Regions from separate parts of the Sus scrofa genome. Here all the other regions are linked to region 1. Evidence: chromatin contacts called from public HiChIP or PLAC-seq data. All regions are on one chromosome and are shown on one strand. The core of a region is the stretch at or near the end of the contact, and the rest is flanking DNA. Distances in the headings are between cores, read along the strand shown. Region 1 holds the start of GLRX5 (glutaredoxin-related protein 5, mitochondrial). Region 2 holds the start of GSKIP (GSK3B interacting protein). Region 3 holds the start of PAPOLA (poly(A) polymerase alpha).

Region 1 (3,376 bases), core at 526-3,025:
GCCATAATGGAAAAGAATATATATGTATAAATGAATCACTTTGATGTACAGCAGAAATTAACACAACATTGTAGATCAACTACATTTCAGTAACAAAAAAAAAAAAATTTTTTTTCTTTTTTTTTGGTCTTTTTAGGGCCGAATCCGCAGTATATGGAGGTTCCAGGCTAGGGATCGAATCCTAGCTGTAGCCCCTGGCCTACACCACAGCCACAGCAACACCAGATCCGAGCTGGTCTGCGACCTACACCACAGCTCTCATGGCAACCGGGATTCCTTAGCCCACTGAGCAAGGCCAGGGATCAAACCTGCGTCGTCATGGATGCTAGGGCGATTCGTTTCCGCTTAGTCACAACAGAAACTCCTAAAATAATTTTTAAAAAAAGTAACTTGTAGCAGTACTTAGTGTCCAACAGAAACCACTCCATCTGTTAAACAATATCTGACTGCAAAAAGCTGCTCTTACTGTCGGTTGATAGATAACGGCACTGGCACAGCCATTATCACCGTGGCAACAGTACCCAGGAACTATCAGAGGAAAATTGCACATCGTACTGCTGGCTCTTGAGCAGTTATGCCTCAGCTTCCTCTGAGTCTGCTTTCTCTGCAAGTCTGGTGTGCTCTAGGGTACCACCAACCCTGGGCGGCTCCAAGACTACAGATCACTTGGCGATGTCGCTGAGCCCCGCTCTCCCGGGAATCGTTCTTTCCACCAATATGTGCACCCGCCACGTTCCAAGCACTGTTCTAGGTACTGAGAATACAGCAGTGAATGAAGTCGAGGGTCCGGGAGAGAAGTCAACAAACAAGTTAGCAAACACGTGTCAAGGTGTAATAAGCACAATGGAGACTAGAGAAAGCAGTGGGTCTAAGGAAACTGCCTTTCCCTCCTCTGCACCCCACATTGCTTTGTACCTGCTTCTCATTTCTCAAGCTTTGGGCACAGGTCTCTCTGGAGGTCCCGCACCGGCCCCGTGCCTTGCACGCCACAGCTGCGCAGAAAACGTCTGTCGAACGAGCCAATTCCCTTCTTAGCTCCCGGTTCAACAAACCCTTCCTGGGCCCAGGCCCAGGGGCTTAAGTAGGCCGGAAAGTCAGCGAAGCCCCGATCACACAGACGAGAGCGCTCTACAGTGTTTTAAAATAAAAGCTGTTTTAGTGAAGTAATCGCGGCCCATGGGCGGAAACCAGGCCTCCGCTCTCACATGGGCGGCGGGACCGCGAGAGGCTCCGAGGCACAGGGCCAGGTCGGACGCGGTAGCCCTCGGCAGGCCTGGCCGCCAGAGCCCGGCTTGGTCCACGCTCCCGCCGCGAACGGCTGCGGCATTACAGACGCTCCGGGCCGCTCTCCTAGACCCAGACCTACTCCAGCGCCGCTACCACCCTTACGGCAAGAACCAGGCACCTACCAACCGCGCTGCCGTAGCAACGCAACCAGCCAGACACTGCACCGGAACCGGAACCTCCATCTGGCAGTGACCCCCCTTCCCCGACATCCTCGGAACGGCGAAACCCCGCCCAGTGCGTCCCACTCACCCGGAGTATCCCAGCAGGCCCGCCCGCCCTTGGTGGCGAAGTCGTCTTCCCGCTGGTTTCGCCTCTGCTAGTCTCAAGCGTGACCTTGATGGACATGCACTCTCTCCAATCAACTGATAGAGAGGTTGCCAACCGCCAATGGTAAGGCGTCAAGCTAAGGACCTCCTCCAAGCTATCGGGGCGGGACAAGTAATATGATTGGTAGAATCCAGTAATTGCCGGCCAGCGTTGTCCAATCACGTAGAGCTATTCGGAGCCGGTCCAATGAGGGTCTCCGGGGGACGGGGCGGGCCGCCGCTGGCCAGGCCCCAGCGAGGCTCCTGCTGTCTAACTCAGGTCCCGAGCTGTCCAGGGCTCCGGCGAGCGTACGGGGATGAGCGCGTCCCTGGGCCGGGCGGCGGCGGCTCTGCTCCGCTGGGGGCGCGGCGTAGGCGGTGGTCTGTGGGTCCCGGGCGTGCGGGCGGCGAGCTCGGGCGGGAGCGGCTCAGCGGAGCATCTGGACACGCTGGTGAAGAAGGACAAGGTGGTGGTCTTCCTCAAGGGGACGCCAGAGCAGCCCCAGTGTGGCTTCAGCAACGCCGTGGTGCAGATCCTGCGGCTGCACGGCGTCCGCGACTACGCGGCCTACAACGTGCTGGACGACCCCCAGCTCCGGCAAGGTCAGGGCCGGCGGGGGCGGGGCTGGGGGGCGACAGGCCGAGGCCTCTCTGCGGGGGGGAGGGTCTCTCCGCCAAGGTCTCTGCGGAGGTTCAAACGGGGTTAGGGCGCGGGCTTCCACTCCGCGTTGGAGGGTCTGGAGTGGGGGCGTGATCACCTTGAACCGGGTCTTGAGGATCTGGGGCCCTGGGCCAACCTGGGCAGTGGGGTAAGTCCTTACTTAGCTGTTCCCCCGAACCTCACTCTGAGCAGAAATAGGCATTCGGGGGCATTCTCTGGGGCTGAGTCCAAGTATCGTGGTCAGCAGCCTCACTCCTCGCTCTGCAGAGCTGGGAAGGTGGGACAAAGAGGGATACAGGGGGAACCACTAAGGAGACACTTTGAAGCCGTGACCTGTCTCGTGGATAAGTGTCCTGTTGATGGTGGAGGGAGGGCCGAGGTTGAGGCCAAGGGGGTCGGAGGCTGGTCTGCTGTGCCTCGAGGCTCGCGGTGTCAGGGACCGGCCACTGTTGTTGCTGCAAGGAGGGGCTTGACACAGCTTTTGGACTGGTCTTAGCCGGGTTCTGGCGTTGTGGGAGAAAAAGATAGGAAATTCGTTTTTAGGTACTCGAGATGGGGGAAAGCTGGGGGCTAGGGCTTGGAGAGGCTTGTAGGGATGGGATGGAGGGATGACTTTTGGGCCCCGGCTAACTCAGGTTTGGGAGCTCCAGGAGCCCAGGGCCAGGCAGATGGAGGAGGGTCTGGGCCTTTTCCCTGGGCCCTGGGGCAAGGTGGAGGGCCTTGGCAGCTAATTAGCGTCTTTCCTGTTGAACTCCAAGCTAAGATCCTTCCCTGCAGTCTTCTGTTTATCTGAGTGAAGGCAGAGAAAGAGGAAGAGACCGGAACCCCTGGGTCTGCCCTTGGCTAGGGTTGATGGTGTTGCTGGAGAAATGGGGAGACGATGCTTGTACCCTCCGAAGGGTGGCCTTTACGTTAGACTTTCAGTGTCTGAGTTCCAGCATCGCCCTCGTATCAGGCTTTTGACAGTGTTCTGGAGGGAGTTTGAGGGCACCAGGTTCTCTGGTGTTCTACAAGGAGAATTCTGCTTTTGAAGTTGTCAATCGTAGACACTCCGACATCAAGGAGCCAGGCCGGTGTCACGGAGAGGCTTTGGGCTAGAGTCCTTCTGCGGCCAGTCAGCCAC
Region 2 (3,021 bases), core at 322-2,821, 800 kb after region 1:
CTACACTGAAAACATACAGATGCAGGCGCAACTAGACATGAGCGCCTGTTCACACAAGGAGTCAATTCACCACCTCTGGATGAGGCGCGGAAAACGGGTTTTTAAATGTCCGAAAGCTGCAGCGTCAGCGCTTTTGCAACACCTGCTTTTACGATCGGTCACGTGAAGCAAACAGGCACCACCAGACAGCACTATTAAAGCCACGCAACTATTCACCGACTGGCCTTATAAACGTATCATCAAGCAAAAGCAGGCAACCGGCAGAGGAGGGCTTCACCTAACTTTCCTCCACATCGCAAACGCTGCCCGGGGGGCCGCAGTGTGCAAGGAATCAACCCTAAATAAAGAAATATTTAGGCATGCTGACATCCCCAAAGATCCTCCTCATCCTTAATCTTTCTGCAGTCCCAGCCCACGAAACAGAGTTTGTTTGCACAGCACCCCGCAACCCTTCCTATCCCCATGGGAAGCACTGGTCACCTTCCGCAGACCTCCCCCGGCCCTCCCCTCCACCAAAAAAAAAAACCAGACACCACTGATTCCCACAGTGTAGACTCCATCACCTCTGTTAAGTTTCTGGAGCACGTGATTTGGGAGCGCAAACTTGCTAGAAACAGATTAAACAACATTTGAACACATTTCTCTGGGGTCCTGCCCCACTTAGAGCCAAACAATTCCCAGGGAGGGACTGAACGTCACCAATCCTGGATGACACTAGGTCAAAGCGCCCTTAAGAGTAGAGTGAGTTCCGCCAGGCTGGCCGCCGGCAGCTCTTACCCATTTGTCCAAGGGGACCTGGGCGAGGGACCCGGTGCCCTGGTACAGGTCCAAGCTGAGCTGCTCCAGGCTCAGTTTCTCCTGCAGAAAGTGGCCCAGGTACCTCTGCAGGAGGTACCTACAGGCTCTCTTCTTGATGGACTCTGAAAACGGCCAAGGCATGATGAGGGCTGGCAGATGGGCTGACGGGGGCTGCAGGCGGCTCCGGCCTCGGGGCCAGGCTCCCGCTCCAGGCGGCGGCGGCGGCGGTGACGGCGCCTCAGATCCCGGCCAGTGTGCCCAGGCTGCAGCGGGGCCTAGGCCCGGGGAGGGCCCTCCATGCCCGCTCAGCGCTGGGCGTCCCTCAGGGCGACCCCATCACCAGCGCCGCGCCGCTCGCGCTAGGCCTGGCGCGGGCAAGGTGCGGAGTCCCAGCGGCCCCAAGCCTGGGGGCTTCCAAGGGGTTCCTGGTCGGCACAGAAAGAGGGTGCAAGACACCGCACGAGGCGGCAGCACCGCCTGCGACCGGGGCTGAGACGGACTCCTCCACCGCTGCCGCGCGACGAATTTGTTGTCATCCGCGGGGCGCGCTCCCGGCTGCGGGACGCCCCTGGCGCGTTCGCGAGACTTGGATTCCCAGTCCTGGGCCGGGCGCAGACGGAAGTGACGCCACACTGGGGGGGGGGGTCCGAAAGAGGCGGGGAAAGGAGACCGGAAGGGAGCAGTTCCGGCTCCGAGGGGGCGGGGCGAGAGTGGGGAGCGAGGGGGCGGCGCCGCAGGTCGGTTCCCGAAGCCTCCGGAGGGAAGAAGAGGAAGGCGCGGGGCGAGCACAGGTGAGCAGCCGCGGGGCTGGCGATGGGCGGCGGGAGGCCGAGGGGGGTTCGGGGGCGGACCCAGGGCTTTCTGAGCGGGACGCGGCGCAGCGGGTTGGGCCGTGAGGGGCTAGGGCGGAAGAGGCCCCCGTGCAAAGAGGGGTCTGGGAGCGGCTCCAGCCTCGGCCGTCCCTGTCACCTTAGACCAGGACCCCGAAACGGGCGCTCGGGACGCCGCGAGCTCCACCTGAAGGGCTGCAGCCCGTCTGGCTCACCCCCTCCACACACACACACACACACACACACACACACACACACACACTCCCTAACATTCCCCTACCCCCAGTATTGACCGGTGCCCATTGTCGGTAAGTTATTCGTCGCCCGCCTCATTTAGATACTGTTTTCCAAAGCTTCATTTTCGCTGCTCTCTAGCTAGCGGCTTTGCAGTTTCCAAAGCGCTTTATCCATCCTGGGTGTGCTGCGCCAGCGACGGGAAACTTCGAGTCTTCGAGGCATTGGTGGGCAGAACTGCTTTCTGTGATCGATGCCAAAGCCTTCCGACCCCGGGGAAACCTGGGCAAGGTACCTGTGCTGTTCTGGGAATCTGCGCAGTCGGATTTCTGCCTTTTACGAGGCAACTCCTGCAGAGGCGGAGCCGGCTTTGCACTTGGTCAACCCCGAGAAGGCCTGAGTGCCGGTGTTCCATAACCCGGAAGCCAGGTGCCCTGGGTTAGACTCCAGCTCCTGGCACTTATTAGCCGAGACACCTTCAACTGGCCACTACCCTCTCTGAGTCTTTGTCGACTGTAGGCATGTTAGTAATATCTTACCTCCAAAGATTATTAGGAATCCTAAACCGGTTAACTAGAGAACGAATGTAAACGAGTCCAGATGCATACCGTGTAATGAAGAATAGTCAATTAGGACAACTGGTTTAAGGAGATTTCGTTTGTATGTTGATAACAAACGTCTTAGAAGTATTAACACAGCCCAGAAACGTTGGCAGATGGAAAAAGCTCTGGATCCCCTTCCTTCAACCACCTTTTCATTTTAGAACCACTGTGCTTTCCAGGGTCATACAAGTGCTGCGAATTTTGGTACCTCTCATTCTTTGTAGACTTGGCCCAAGCATTCTCAGTACCTTCGGTTTCCTTGCTCTTCATTCATTTAAAAATGTTTGTTAAGGATCCATTACATGAAAATCTGTACCATTGGTGATGTGAAAAAGGTGAAGAGAAATTCAGGGATCTTATGTTCTATAGTGAAAAGCCCATTCCTTTATTCAGTAAGTGTTTATTGGTTGCCTGCTATGTGCCAGGGATTGTTCTAGGTGCTGGAGATGCTGCAGTGAACAGATCAAGTCCTTGCCCTCAGGGAGTGCTTACGTTTTATGGGCACACAGACTAAAATCAAATATATCATAAGCCATGTGATAAGTGCTGTAGAAAAA
Region 3 (3,128 bases), core at 530-3,029, 890 kb after region 1:
CCTGCAGCACATGTAAGTTCCCAGGCTAGGGGGGCGAGTTGTAGCTACAGGCCTATGCCACAGCCACAGCAATGCGGGATCTGAGCTGCATCTGCCACCTACACTATACCTCATCCAACACCAGATCCCTGACCCACCAAGCAAGGCCAGGGATCGAACCTACATCCTTATGGATACTAGTCAGATTCATCTCCGCTGCTCCACAAGGGGAACTCCCAGGACCTGGCCTTAATATTTTGATATAACAGGATCTCAGATTTTCAATTTTTTTTTTTTTTTTTTTTTTTGCTTTTTTAGGGCTGCACCCAAGGCATATGGAGGTTCCCAGGCTAGGGCTTGAATCAGAGCTGCAGCTGACAGCCACAGCCACAGTAATGCCAGATCTGAACCAAGTCTATGACCTACACCACACAGCTCATGGCAACGCCAGATCCTTAACCCACTGAGCAAGGCCAGGGATCAAACCTGCAACCTCATGGTTCCTAGTCAGATTTGGTTCCGCTGCACCACGATGAGAACTCCAAGATGTTCAAAATTTTAAGGTCAGGTCTACCACTGGGCCCCCAACTAAAGCCACCTTGATGACAAGAGGGTAAAGGAATAAATAGAATTGAGAATCAAACACGTCTGTCTCTAGATCATTGCCGTTTAATAGAAACGAGCGCCACATATATAATTCAAATTTTTCTAGTAGCCACACGTTGAAAAGCAAAAACAGGAAAAACTGTCATATTTTCTACAATGCAATAATTATAAAAACACAATATAAAAAATTGTCAGGTTTTTCACATTCTTTTGTTCATACTAAGATCTCTGAAATCCGTGTGTAATTTATACTCACAGCACATCTTAAACGGACTAGCGTCATCTCAAGTGCTCAAAAGACACATGTGGCTACCCTCCTGGACAATTCGGGTTTAGTGCCCATGCTCTTCCCACTGACAGAGCCTTTAGAAGGCTAGTCCCACTAGATAGCAGTGAAAACAGGGAAATCCTTTGTCAAACAGGATTCCTGAGGATGTACAAATGCATAGTGATATAAAGAATTCAGAACTTTCCTTTGTTTGATTCCTTCCCTCCCCGCCATCAACCTTCTTTGTGACACTTTGGAACGCTTCCTAAATTCGAAAAAGTAAGGAATGTCAGAGTCAAGTCTGTCTCAGGCACTCTTTATCAAACTTCTGCTGGAGGTGGGGAGGAAACTCCCAGATCCCACCCCAGGGCTAGAAAGAGCTACCAAACACCTCTGGGAAACTACCAGCGAAAGGGCCTTGGCTAAAATCCCAAGGATCACTGCTGTCTCGGCTTCCATTGAATGACAGCTTTATCAGTGAGTTCCAGTGCACCAACAGTTACAGAGATAAAATTAGCTCTTGTTCCCGAATCCTCTGTCCTCAGAGTACTACTCATTCAACAGATATTTCCTGAGAGCCTGCGTACATATCGGTGGACAGAAAAGCTCCAAAGTTCCGGGTAGGGGGAACCGAATCCAGTGGAATAGGAGGGAGTCGCAGTAACATCCCTGCGCCCTCTGTCCCCGGCTGTGCCAAGCACCCACCCCTCTTGCATTACAGCATTAAAGAGGTGCCACTGCCCTCGGAAGCAAGCATAACTCTCACTTTGCAGACAAGTACAAAGCGGATGAGTAGTTTGTTACAACCCAAGTGGCCCTGTCCTGAGCCTCGCGCTCGGCGGGCACCTCTCGGGGGCACGCGTGGGCGCCTCGATCTCCTCCAAGAGCCTCAGCCGACGCCGCCCGAGGGACAGCGCAGCCGCCGCGACCCCGGGCGGCGAGAACGGCCGGACCTCACAAGGCGCCGGAAGCGGCGCCTCTCTGGGCTCTCCCTCGCGCCGTCCATGCGCATCGCCCCCGTGGGCGACGACAGCGGTCCGACTCGAGCGACGCCCCGCCGCCGGGAGGGTTCCGCACCGCTTCCACCGCTCCCTGACACCGCCAAGGAAGCCGACAGGATTGGGGCGTAAATCGCCAGAGCGCCGGCCGGCGCGGGAACTACCTTTCCCGTGGGGCTTCGCGGCGGCGGGCCGCTGTTGCGCAGGCGCACGCACGGCGTGCGTGGCGGCGTCAGCGGTTCTAGAACGTTGCTGTGGTAGCGCTCGGGCGCCATGTTAGGACGAAGGGGAAGGAGGAGAAGCGCTTAAAGCGGCGGGAGCGGGTGCGGGAGTGGGGTTGGACCCAGGGCTGAGGCAGGCCCCCCCTCCCTCCCGCCTCAGTGGATCATGCCCAGGGCGGCAGCGGCGGCGGTTGCGGGGGGGAAGTGACTGGGCGGTGCCGGCGCAGGAGACGATGCCGTTGTAAGTGATTTGTATTCTGTTTTCTCTCGCACGCCGGCGGGGCCCGGGGGGCGTCAGGGGAGGGGGAGGGGGCGCGCGAGCCGGGCCCTCGCCCCGTGGGGGAGGCAGGCGGGACTGGGGCTCTTCCTGTTTCCTTTCCTGCTCGCCGCCGCACTTCCCCTTCTGCTCGGTTCCCGCTTCCCCCCACCCCTTCCTGGCTTCGGCGGCCGTCGGGCCGGGGGCTTTCCTCTTCCGGAAGGGCCGGAGGCACCTCCAACGCTGCTGCTCCCACTTCTCCGCTAAAAGGAAGGGGGTAAAAAACCCCCAGTGTCGGGGAGGAAGGCCCTGCTCCTCGCGGGGTCTGCATGCGCGGCGGGCTCGCCCCCCGGAGCCTCTCCGGCCCAATTCTCTGCCTGTGTTCCCGGCCTGCGTTTCCCGTTTCCAAGGTGCCTACATCGTGCGCCGCTGTTAATCCACTTCCACGTCTGAGCTTGATGAGCACTAGTTAAAAACCCAATTTTGAGCGTTGAGTCCCACGGTTTGAATTCCTCCCCCGCCCCAGTCCCCCACTCCCTGGCTTTTCAGCCGTCGGGAAAGGGGCACTTTCCAGGGTGCCCCCTCGAAAGGCGTTGCAATTACGACTTGCTCTCCCTATTTTGTTTTCATAGGGTAGCCGGATATCATCCTGCTTCCTCCTCTATCGAGTGGTACTTTGTGTTTTTCTGATTGTGCACTGAAAGCTAGTCCAGCTATGTCTTCTAATCTCACTAGGCCTACATTTATACTTTCTTTCCCTTGTAGGGTCTTTAAAAAGTTTTCTTTTTTCCTCTCAGAGA

The links. HiChIP or PLAC-seq counts read pairs in DNA pulled down with a chosen protein or histone mark.
Region 2: an H3K27ac HiChIP or PLAC-seq map of alveolar macrophages shows a contact between it and region 1. The contact joins the promoter of GSKIP here to the promoter of GLRX5 in region 1. A contact is called at or near these places in 1 of 5 promoter capture datasets (liver) and 1 of 2 datasets of contacts at active chromatin or transcription factors (alveolar macrophages).
Region 3: a contact with region 1 is called in an H3K27ac HiChIP or PLAC-seq map of alveolar macrophages, with 12 times the contacts expected there. The contact joins the promoter of PAPOLA here to the promoter of GLRX5 in region 1. A contact is called at or near these places in 1 of 5 promoter capture datasets (fetal liver) and 1 of 2 datasets of contacts at active chromatin or transcription factors (alveolar macrophages).

Annotation. Positions count from the first base shown.
Region 1 is chr7:116,785,571-116,788,946 of Sscrofa11.1, forward strand. It overlaps GLRX5 (glutaredoxin-related protein 5, mitochondrial), which reads left to right and starts at 1,776. Exons shown (of 2, transcript XM_001928993.6): 1 at 1,776-2,195. The coding sequence starts at 1,910. It overlaps LOC100525590 (a long non-coding RNA gene), which reads right to left and starts at 1,530. Exons shown (of 3, transcript XR_116071.3): 1 at 1,410-1,530; 2 at 916-1,128.
Region 2 is chr7:117,585,236-117,588,256 of Sscrofa11.1, forward strand. GSKIP (GSK3B interacting protein) reads left to right here and starts at 1,572. Exons shown (of 3, transcript NM_001243496.1): 1 at 1,572-1,589. ATG2B (autophagy related 2B) reads right to left here and starts at 939. Exons shown (of 42, transcript NM_001190277.1): 1 at 778-939. The coding sequence starts at 939.
Region 3 is chr7:117,674,304-117,677,431 of Sscrofa11.1, forward strand. PAPOLA (poly(A) polymerase alpha) reads left to right here and starts at 1,780. Exons shown (of 21, transcript XM_021099683.1): 1 at 1,780-2,313. The coding sequence starts at 2,306.